2 separate regions of the Triticum aestivum genome follow, and region 2 is linked to region 1. A link is a contact called in public Hi-C data. All regions are on one chromosome and are shown on one strand. The core of a region is the stretch at or near the end of the contact, and the rest is flanking DNA. Distances in the headings are between cores, read along the strand shown. Region 1 holds the start of LOC123103880 (probable CCR4-associated factor 1 homolog 7). Region 2 holds the start of LOC123103881 (Golgi SNAP receptor complex member 1-1).

Region 1 (5,352 bases), core at 1,783-4,282:
AACAGGGGAGATGTTAAGCTGCAAACTCTACATTCAGAGTATGTACCGATGTATAATGCTGGGCACGCTAAAGCTGTCAATGTCAGCATAACCAACGAATTGCAGATCAAGAAACGCATCAAGAGAAGATTCCCTTGTCAGCCAGAAAATAAATGAATGGTACATAGTAAAGCTGAGTTGCCCCCAGGCTTAAGCCTCTCGTTGAACCATTGAGGGGCGCCTACATAAAATGGTAAAGCCCGCAAGATACAGTCAGCTATATTCAGTATTGTAACTACAAGGAACTGACGAGCCCAACTCTTCAGGCAAACAATCTACAGTGAGAAAAGACAATACACCAAGAGCACGAGAAGCAAAGGGAATATGATGAAATTAGTAATTGTCAGAACTGTGAAGTATAAATGCAGAGATCCACACAGAAGTAACCAGGAAAGGAACTTCTCTAACCTATCTCGGAGGTTATGCACTGAGGCAAAATGAGAAGCCCCGCGTATCAGGCAAACAATCTACAGTAAGGAAAGACAATACAACACGAGCAATAGAAGCAAGAAGAATATGATAAAACTAGTAATCAACAGGAATTGTAAAGCACAATGCAAACACAATTCATATAGGAATGGCCAGGAAAGGACCTTCTCTAACTAATTTTGGAGGTTGCACTGGTATCACTTGGCTAACTGATAGGCACTCTGACTGCATTCTACTTCTGTTCTGTCAAAGTTTAGTTCAAACTCGATATTATTTTGTTGGTAGGTACTTGACCAGCTGAACTACTAACTTAATATAGAACAGTGTAAATCAGTGTACTGAACTGCTGAAGAAACTACAAACTACATGTAAGCTTTAACAGGAAATGGATGAAAATTATCTGAAACACTCCATGAATATAAATCAATTCAAAAATGAACAGCCAACACACGGAACTTCAGTAACCATAATGAAAGAGGTCGCTTTCAAAAAAAGCTTTTACAAAAGATGCCCTTGCCTTCAGAAAAGTCAAAATAAAAAGCAACAGTTCATTTATATAACCATAATTAGAGAGGTCGCTCTCAAAACTACCAAGTGTATGACTGAACGAGAGAGGATAACAAAGAAGAGGATGGATTGATGGGTGTGACCAGACTACCAGAGAGGGTAGGATCTGAAATCATCCTCTGATCCTCAGACAGACTACTGACCTGGTCCTGGTACATAAGTACATGATGTTGAGACTTGGGATCAATTCTAGGGAAAGTTTCTTGACTTATTTCGGTATGATTGCTCTTCTTTACATAATAGACAGTCCTTGCTAAATGCTAATTATGAAGCTAAACAGAATCCTGACAATGTATATGAACAACAGCTGAGCTTATCCTGGTCTATGACACAGAGTCTGAGCTCATGACTGGGGGAAAAAACTTTGGTCATCTCCCCTCTTCACAAAATACAGTCCTTGGTAATTTCGATACCAAAAAGAACCCAATTGGTACGGAAGCATGGACCTATGTAATACTACGATAACTTGAACCAACTAGTGATAGAATTGGAGTCCTTGACTGCCATGGTTAGCCCATGAAGAGGGGTAGGTGATTCCTCAAACGGAACACAGAACAGTAAGCAATCAACACTATATACTCCCTCCGTCCCACAATATAAGATTGTTTTTCAAGCTATGTTTGCTTGAAAAACGATCTTATAGTGTGGGATGGAGGGAGTACATGACAAAAGAAGTGTTCTTTTTGCTATCAAGTGTGTAACTCTAGAGGACGTGTGAAGAATCAGCATAGGTGGACTTTAACCAGTATCTAGAGGGTGTTTCATCATTCCATCAACTTCAGCACGCAAAATCAAACAACAAAAACGCAGTCATCTAACCTAAACAAACTCACTGAGGAGTATCACAATTGAGGGAAAAGTGGTACCTTTTTCGGTGTCAAGCAAGAGGATATAATCAGGCATCACACATTCACCAGACAGGTTTCTCCTTTCTCTCATAAATAGTTCATCATTTATTTAACTATCCATTACTCAGTGAACAGAGGTGGTTTCCCCGCCCTCTGTGCCTAGACCATACAACACACCAGCATATTTCTCAGTTAATCCGCCGAAGTATGACTCCTTGAGCTTGTTGAAGGAGAGCGCGGTGAGCAGAGAATCGGAGCCCGCCTGATGGCAGATCCCGACCCGCTCGACGTCGAGCAGCTCAGCGAGCTTGTTCAGCCCGCCGTGGAGGCTATTGCAGAATCTCATCAGGTGTTTGATGTCGTAGATCACGGGGAAGTAAATCCTGATGAGGTCGAAGAATCCGGAGCTGGTGTCCGGCAGGTTGGAGCCCGTGAGCAGCTTGAGCAAGTAGCCGAAGTCGTAGCCGCTGTGGAAGGTGACCCAGTGGATCTCGGCGTTGAGGACGACGCCGGAGGACATGAGCAGCTCGGCGAAGCGGCGCGAGTCGGCCCCCTCGGCGGCGTGGCGGGCGAAGTCGATCCCGCTGCGGCGCAGCAGGTCGATGGAGTCCGCGGCGGCGACGTCGGTGCGCGGGTCGAAGCCCCGGAAGTTGAACTGCCAGACGCAGGGGCGGCCGTCCGGGCCGAGGGCGGGGAGGCCGCCGCGCTCGTCGGAGAAGGTGAGGCCGAGCTGGATGAGCTTGAGCATGTCGACGTTGGCCTTGAGCGTGGCGTAGTTGAAGTCGGCGTTGGACTTGAAGGTGCCGAGCGGGCGGCAGACGACGCCGGGGAACTCGGTGTCCATGGCGACGTAGGGGTAGTCGTCGACGATCTCCCGGATCACGGCGAACTCGGCCTCGAGGTTCTCCGCCCACACCTCGCGGATCTCCACCCCGTCGGGCTTCTCTACGGTCGGCGTCGCCATCGGGTGCCGGGCATCAAAGATTCGAACTTCTCCTCCCCTCTCCTTCCTGGAAGCCTCGGAGCTGGGTGGCGCGGCGGAGCGGGAGGCGGCGGGGCCCACGGGCGAGCGGCGAGGGGCGGCGGGGCTCCCGTGGGCGGGGAGGTGGGGGCGGGGCGGGAGGAGGAGATCCAGGGGAGGGGAGGGGGGAGGAGCGTGGGATTGGGGATTCGGGGGAAGAAGAGGGGAGGGGGGAACGCGACGCGAATGGGGAAAGTGGGTGACGTGCGCCGCCCGGGTCGGATTGGTGCCACGTGGCGGGGCCCGCAAATAGTGGGTCCCGTGGCATGATTGCCGGCCGACAGGGGCGCCTTCCTGGGTGGCTGCCCGGTGGGGCTCGCGGGCCCAAATTTTGTGTGGAGGTGAGGACGGCACGTCAGGTCAGGACTGGATTGGAAGAACCAGCAAGGAAAACAAGGGCAAGCGTGGATGAACAATTTGGTTTTGTTTTGCCTCTTCGGCTCTTCCAGTCAGGAGGGTTTTCTTTGACTTGGGTTTGGTCAATGCAAGTCTTCATTTTTCTACGCTTTTCTTTAGTCTTCTTCTTTTTCTTCACATGAAAAATATCCGTGGTTTGCAACGAAGATATTGACATGGGAGTAAAAATAGGCTAGACTTAGAAAAGAATAAAAATAGACTGTCGCGGTGAAAAGATACACTACGGTAATGAAACCCGACTCTTGTGAAAAAAAAGATCCTATGGCACTAAAAACGGACCGCCGCTGCGGAGAAGTACAACCATGGCAATGAAACATGTTTCTCATGGAAGAAAAATATGCCATGCTAGCAAAAATGCAACGCCACGAGACACACAAAAAAATAGCTCTAGGTAATTTAGTTTCCATGTCAATCATCAACTATCATGAAAGTAAGAGTAAGATATATTGTATTGAACCAGGATATTAAACCAAAGTCAAAGGTGCGGGTTCACACATCACAGCATTTTGCACCAAATAGTGATATTGGTCTATCATCCTTGTAAAGTCATCTCAAACGGCTAACCGCAAATTTTCTCTCGCATCCGTCCGCGGACAGGGATAGACGAGTCCGCGGACACAGATGCGGGATGACAACATCCAATGCTAGCCGCATGCATTGGACATTCCTCATTTTTTTCAAGTCTACACGATCAAATAGCCGCATGCAAAGGGTACACACGTACAAATAGTCGCATGCAACACTAGTTCAAATTTTAAAAAGTTTAAATATTACATCCCAACATTGTTGTCCCCTTTAACCGTCCGTTGATGGTCAACCAGATCTTCCTTCAGCTGCTCGTGAGTTGGCTGATGCCAAATTTGTTGATGCATTTGAATAGACTCTTCAAATGTGGTTGTATTCTGGTTCAGAAGTTGGATAGGATCACCCATGTTCTCAAATTCCAGAGCTGCGGGAACATCATCACCCTCATCCTCGACGATCATGTTGTGCATGATCACACAACATGTCATCACCACTCACAAGGTTTTCAAATACCGTTGTTTAGCAGGTCCACAAACAACTGCAAAACGGCCCTGTAGAACTTCAAATGCCCTCTCAACATCCTTTCTAGTTGCTTCTTGTCTTTGGGCAAAGTGGATCTTTTTCTGGCCAACTGGGTTTGAGCCTATGTCCCTAGTGAGCCTCTACTTGACTAGCTCGTTGATCAAAGATGATTAAGGTTTTCTAACCATGGACATGACCCATCCGTTAACTTAGCATATTGATCGTTCAGTTTTATTGCTATTGCTTTCTTCATGTCATATACATATTCCTTTGACTATGAGATTATGCAACTCCCGGACACCGGAGAAATACCTTGTGTGTTATCAAACGTCACAACATAACTGGATGATTATAAAGATGCTCTACAGGTATCTCCAAAGGTGTTTGTTGGGTTGGCATAGATCAAGATTAGGATTTGTCACTCCGAGTATTGGTGAGGTATCTATGGGCCCTCTCGGTAATACACGTCATAAGAAGCCTTGCAAGCAATGTGACAAATGAGTTAGTTGCGGGATGATGTATGCCGCCGAAGTATCCAAACTAAAGCGGAGGCTGGAGCAGGCCGATGAAGAGCTCATCCGCACCAACAAACGATTGGAGGAGAAGCAAGGTATGTGATACCTATTCACATCTGAAATGATATTATCTTGCTGAGTTTTGTAATTATTCTTACAGTTGACACGTCTGAGGTCAAGACCCTCAAGAATGGGCTAGCCGAAGCCAAGAAGGAGGTGGATGAGGAATGAGCCACCCGCCAAAAGCATGAATCAAGGGTAGAGGAAGTTCAACAAGAGCTCCGGGATGCCATAAGTGAATGTGAGTCCTTGGAGCGCAAGAGTACGGATCAAGATGTCAAACTTGCTAAGGCCCTCCAAAGTGCGTAGGAGCCCTGGGTTGAAGCCCAAGGCGCCTGCCGGGAGATTCAAGAGGCCAAGAAGATCGCGGCGGATAAGGCCTTTAATATGCAGAGCAAATTTGTGAGGA
Region 2 (5,737 bases), core at 1,104-3,603, 220 kb after region 1:
GTGGAGGCTTTTACTCCAAGTTTCGACCCCAAGGCTCAACATATAAATAGAGGGGTAGGGCTAGCACCCAAGACACATCAAGAAACACCAAGCCGTGTGCCGGCTACCCCGTCCCCTCTAGTTTATCCTCTGTAATAGTTTTTGTAGTGCTTAGGCAAAGCCCTGCGAAGATTGTTCTTCACCAACACCATCACCACGCCGTCGTGCTGCCGGAACTCATCTACTACTTCACCCCTCTTGCTGGATCAAGAAGGCGAGGACATCATCGAGTTGAACGTGTGCTGAATGCGGAGGTGCCGTACGTTCGGTACTTGATCAGGACGGGGCGTGAAGGTGTACGACTACATCAACCGCGTTGATAAATGCTTCCGCTTTCGGTCTACGAGGGTACGTAGACATACTCTCCCCTCTCGTTGCTATGCATCACCATGATCTTGCATGTGCGTAGGAATTGTTTTGAAATTACTACGTTACCCAACACCTTCTCCTTCATCAACTTGGCTAGCTCATCCTCATATGCATGCATTTCTTGAATCCTACCAAGGTTTTGCCCATGGAACATTTCCCACGGCTTGATGAGGCGGTTCTTAAGAATATCAGGCCAGGCAGGATCGACCCACTTAACTACACCACATTTGACACCTCCTGTTCAATCAAAGAACATGTATAAAAATGAATTAAGTTTAGTCAGACATCACATACATAAGGAGATGTGTAAATTAAGAAATGAATTCAGTTGAAACAGAGTTCAAAGAATTCAGTTCAAACAAAGTTCAAAAAGTTTAGTTCAAACAGAGTATATATACAAGGAAATACATTTGGAACTGAATTTAGTTCAAACAAATAGGATTTGCCAACAAACATCAACAACACTTGTGCAATATAATGCCAACATATAATCAATCAATGACTATCCAGTTATCCAACAGCTGCACATACTTCTGCTACATATGCCATTTAAGCTATCCAATTATCCAACTAGTAACAAACTACTAGATAAAACAAAACTACTTCTCCTCCAATTACTCACCTGAACAGGGCATACATAGAACCTCCTTCTACTGTTAGCACCTTCAAATGCAAGCCACTTCCTAGGCATCATCTAGTGCAACGTGCACTTGGGAACTTCCTCCATGGGAGCACCACAAAACAGTGGCTCAGGGATGGTGTTAGGTGTCTCCCACATATAGTACAAGCTAAATCATACAAAGGATGCATCAACTAGTTGAAGATCCGTCAAGCACTGGCTAAACCAAAAAATACATCCGTAGTTGCAGATCCTCAACCCTAATTCCCAAATCAGTCAACCCTAACCCTAAGTAATGGCAGATGGAGATGACGATGCTTACAAAGCACTCCATATCCATCAAGTTGCCCCAATGTTGTTGTCATCGGAGCTCTCTTCCCCATCGTTCCAAGAAGGTATCCTGGTCGGCGACAAGGAACTAAGGTGGTCGGTGACGATGACGAGCTCAGGCATGGGAGAACAGAGCGGGGGAGAGATTGGGAGTGAGTGCGCGCGAGTGAGAGAGTGAGCTGTATTGGGCCCTTTTTCACCTGGTCAGAACGGCTCGCCCTAACGGCCATGAGCACGCGCGTCGTCAGCCATGTCCGACGTGGATCTGACGGGCGCCCCCGTGTCATAAGCACGCTTAGATTTTAACCGTTTGGTGACTAGGTTTTTTTTGGGATAGCGAACCAATTTTGTGTTAGTTTTTTAAAAAATTAAGAGAAGTGATAGTTTTTTGTAACCCTAGCCTGTAATGTGGTATTTTTTTTGCTATATACTCTTTATTTTCTAACACCGGACACAAGATGAGTCCAATATCTAAAATTATTTCATCTTGTTACACCAACTAAACACACCCTTAGATAATTACCGACAAAATTTTAATATATCATTATGGTACCTGTTTGCAACATATCGATGGATGTAATCGGGCTTCTTTCATTCAAAGGATTTTCATATGAATTTTGGAAGATTATAATTCTTAGGATTTTTTGCTATGTTGGTTGTCCGATTCATAAAGTTTTTTTTAAAGAATTCCTTTGTACTATATTCCATAGAAATTTTAGCATCCACTCAAACCTTTTAAAAAAAATCCTTTGTTTCTCCTCTCATACAATCAAACAAAAAAAAGTCTAGTTGAATTGAGATGAACTTGACATTGCATTCTTATATTTTTCCTATTCCCACGTTTTTAGAATTCTGCGATCAAGTGGGGCCTGGTAGTTTGGTAGACCCTTGTAAAAAGAAGTTGGTATTTTTTATGAAGATAAAGAAAAATAAAAGTTTGGTAGACCAAAAATGCTGTCGTGGCTTTCTCGATTAAGGGGGGCCCCGGATTGGTGGCTGCACCGTGCCACCGAGCCTCACCCGACCAGTTGACCACCACGGTGCCCCCGACCTGATGCTTCTCCCTCTCCCTCTCCCTCTCCAACGCATCGGGCAACCCACCCCCCTCCAACCCTCTCCCACTGATTCGCTCGCCGCGCGCGCGCGAGATCCAGCCGCGCCCCCCGCCGAGATCTCCCGGCGGATCACTAGGACGGCGCCGCCGAGGAGCTCGGAGCCATGGAGGCGTCGTCCTGGGACGCCCTTCGCAAGCAGGTGAATACAACCCCCCCTCCCGGATCCCCGCCTCGCGCTCCCTTTCTCGCTCCCAGGAACCTCTCGCCGGTGTCCGTTCGCCCGAGATCCGACCCTGCGCCGCGCGGTGGGTTTTGCTGCGCTGCCGCTGTGGTACTCGGACCGACGATTCTCCCCCCACTGCCCGCTGAATTCAGGCGACCCATGTAAAATTGGAGCGCCTCGTTCGTCGAATACGTAGTCCGTGTATGTGGAGCAAAATGCGTTTTTCTTCCATCTTCTGAAATTGTGGAGTTTTCGTGACGCAAAGACTAGTAGTTTCATAGTGGCCATGTTCTAAAAACTGTGCTGCAGGTATACCTTTGCTCCTCGGCGGCCCATTTCTTTGACTAACATGGGTGGGCTTGGAGCAATGTGACACTAATCTAGTGTGCAACGGACTAGAGTTTTGATCCTACCAAACCGTCCCTTCTGCATCTGATGCTTTTGTTGGTTCGATCGTGTAATCATGCTTATGGAGTATCTAGTAATGTAATGTGGTGTTAGTCTTGTTCATGAGAGTCGGGTGCTTACGGTTAGTGTGTTCGGACTGTACGGTACGAGTCTATGGCTGAACCCATCCTTGGCTAGGCTATAAGAAGGTGCCATGCCAACTTATTTTCTGTAACGATGTCACTTCTGAATACGACTGCGCGCCAGGATGGATATCCTTGTCCATTGGCAGTTAGGTCATCGGTTCCTGGTGTCAGGTGAGGCGTCGACGCAAGAAATTGGTTCGGGCGCTTGGGCCTTTTTTGCCGCGGGATAAAACGCTGCTGCACTGGACGATTTTATTAGCACCTACGGGTTAGCGTCTATAAACTGTCGGATGCTTTAAAAAAATTTATGATATCCTTTTTATTTCCCTAAGCACCTGCATAAACGACTTGCGTTGAAGATGGCCTTATGGTTTCATGAAGCTATGAGTAGGCTGATAGATGGTATTTGATGTATGTGTGTGTATGGCTAAAGTTGTTACTGTACTATTTCTGCTTGTAGGCGAGGAGGTTGGAAGCTCAGTTAGACGACCAAATGATTGCATACCGTAAATTGGTTTCTATGAAATCAGATGGTTCAGAAAATGATATCGAGACTGATATAGAAAGATCACTAAAGCAACTTCAGCAAGTAAATTCTCAAATGCAAACCTGGGTATCATCAGGAGGCTCAGAAGTTCTATCTCATACATTGACCCGTCATATGGAGATTTTGCAAGACCTTACACAGGTTCCAATAAATCCCTCTTACACTAAGTAATCACATTCTTCATAATTACAGTTTGTTTAGCTCCAATGTTAAATCAAGGTTTCTATTAATTTCTCCCCAGTCAATAACCATGAATTATAAAGTTTGCTGTGGAGCAATACTCTTTGAAGTTTGGACACCGCATATAGAACGGCTAGACTTCTCTCATAATTCTGAAAAGTTGCTAACCCAACAATTCAACACAGGAATTCTATCGGCTTCGATCTAGTCTCAGAGTGAAGCAACAGCATGCTTCTCTCCTTGACTTGAGAGACTTTGACAGAGCAAAGTTTGACGTGGAAGAGTCTGGGGACTCAGAACAAGCTCTTCTTAGAGAACAAGCTGCAATCAGCAGGAATTCTGGACAGGTAGGATTGTCCTACTTTTTAGGAGCACCTGTATTGCTTTCTGAAATTTGCATCAATTTATTGTTAGCTCTATTAGATAGTATCATATAAGGCATACAAACAAACCCAGGATAACAGCTTACATGCATGAATGGAGTTGCATTGTGTTACCAACATGAATTCTCAAGCATTTCAAATTGAAGGAGCCTCACTCGCCTTTCTTTTAGGAGATAAATATATTCTGTCAGGGCAAACAAATGAATTAAATTCACCTTTCTGGTGTATTTGTTAACAAATATTTATTTTCTTACTGAACAGTACCCGCCACATAAAATAAGGGAGCCATGCCACTTTTATTTTTGGTTTTCCTATGGCATGTGCTGCCCAATTTTACTGTTCTTGCTTGTTATTAATATGTTTTGGACTCAGTGAGGTTCAGGAATTCCACAAAGGCTCATATATTACACTTGACTTGATTATAGTGCATGCTAATAATTGCATGTGCGCATCTATTTCAGTTTGAGCAAATTTTCTTGAATTTCAACCTACATGCTCGTGAAATTGCTTGTTTAGAAATCTATCTTTCATTAAAAACTGCAACAAGAACGACAACAAGAACGACAACAAGAAGCCTTTTAGTCCCAAACAAGTTGGGGTAGGCTAGAGTTGAAACCCATAAGATCTCAAAACCAACTCATGGTTATGGCACGTGGATAGCTAACTTCTACGCACCCCTGTCCATGGCTAGTTCTTTGGTGATATTCCAGTCCGTCGGATCTCTCTTAACGGACTCCTCCCATATCAAGTTTGGTCTACCCTGACCTCTCTTGACATTATCAGCACACTTTAACCTTCCACTATGCATTGGCGCTTCTGGAGGCCTGCACTGTATATGCCCAAACCATCTCAAACGATGTTGGAGAAGCTTCTCTTCAATCGGTGCTACTCCAACTCTATCATGTATATCTTCATTCTGGACCCGATCCTTTCTTGTGTGGCCACATATACATATCAACATGCACATCTCTGATACACCTAACTGTTGGGCATGTTGCCTTTAGTTGGCCAACATTCAGCTCCATACAACATCGGTCGAATCGCCGTCCTATAGAACCTGCCTTTTGGCTTTTGTCGCACTCTCTTGTCACAAAGGACGCCAAAAGCTTGGCGCTACTTCATCCATCCAGCTTTGGTTCAGTGGCTCACATCTTAATGATATCACCATCCTTTTGCAGCATTGACCCCAGATATCGAAGGTGTCCCTCTGAGGTATCACTTGCCCACCATGGCTAACCTCCCTGTCCCTCCTCCTCGTGCCTACTAGTCTGAAGCCGCACCTCATGTACTCAGTTGTAACTTTCCGATTCCAAAGTCTGTCTCCACAGCTCTAACTTTCTATTAACCTCCGTCCGCCTATCGTTGACTAGCACCACATCGTCTGCAAAGAGCATACACCATGGGTTATCTCTTTGTATCTCTTGTGACCTCATCCATCACCAAAGCAAAAAGCTAAGGG

What was found. Hi-C and Micro-C count contacts between places; a contact is called where the count stands out from the background.
Region 2: a contact with region 1 is called in a Hi-C map of leaf, with 6 times the contacts expected there. The contact joins the promoter of LOC123103881 here to the promoter of LOC123103880 in region 1. A contact is called at or near these places in 3 of 5 Hi-C or Micro-C datasets (all in leaf) and 1 of 1 datasets of contacts at active chromatin or transcription factors (leaf).

Annotation. Positions count from the first base shown.
Region 1 is chr5A:441,881,805-441,887,156 of IWGSC CS RefSeq v2.1, forward strand. LOC123103880 (probable CCR4-associated factor 1 homolog 7) reads right to left here and starts at 3,033. Exons shown (of 1, transcript XM_044525573.1): 1 at 1,903-3,033. The coding sequence starts at 2,847. The coding sequence ends at 2,008.
Region 2 is chr5A:442,097,750-442,103,486 of IWGSC CS RefSeq v2.1, forward strand. It overlaps LOC123103881 (Golgi SNAP receptor complex member 1-1), which reads left to right and starts at 2,354. Exons shown (of 5, transcript XM_044525574.1): 1 at 2,354-2,611; 2 at 3,629-3,856; 3 at 4,081-4,242. The coding sequence starts at 2,576.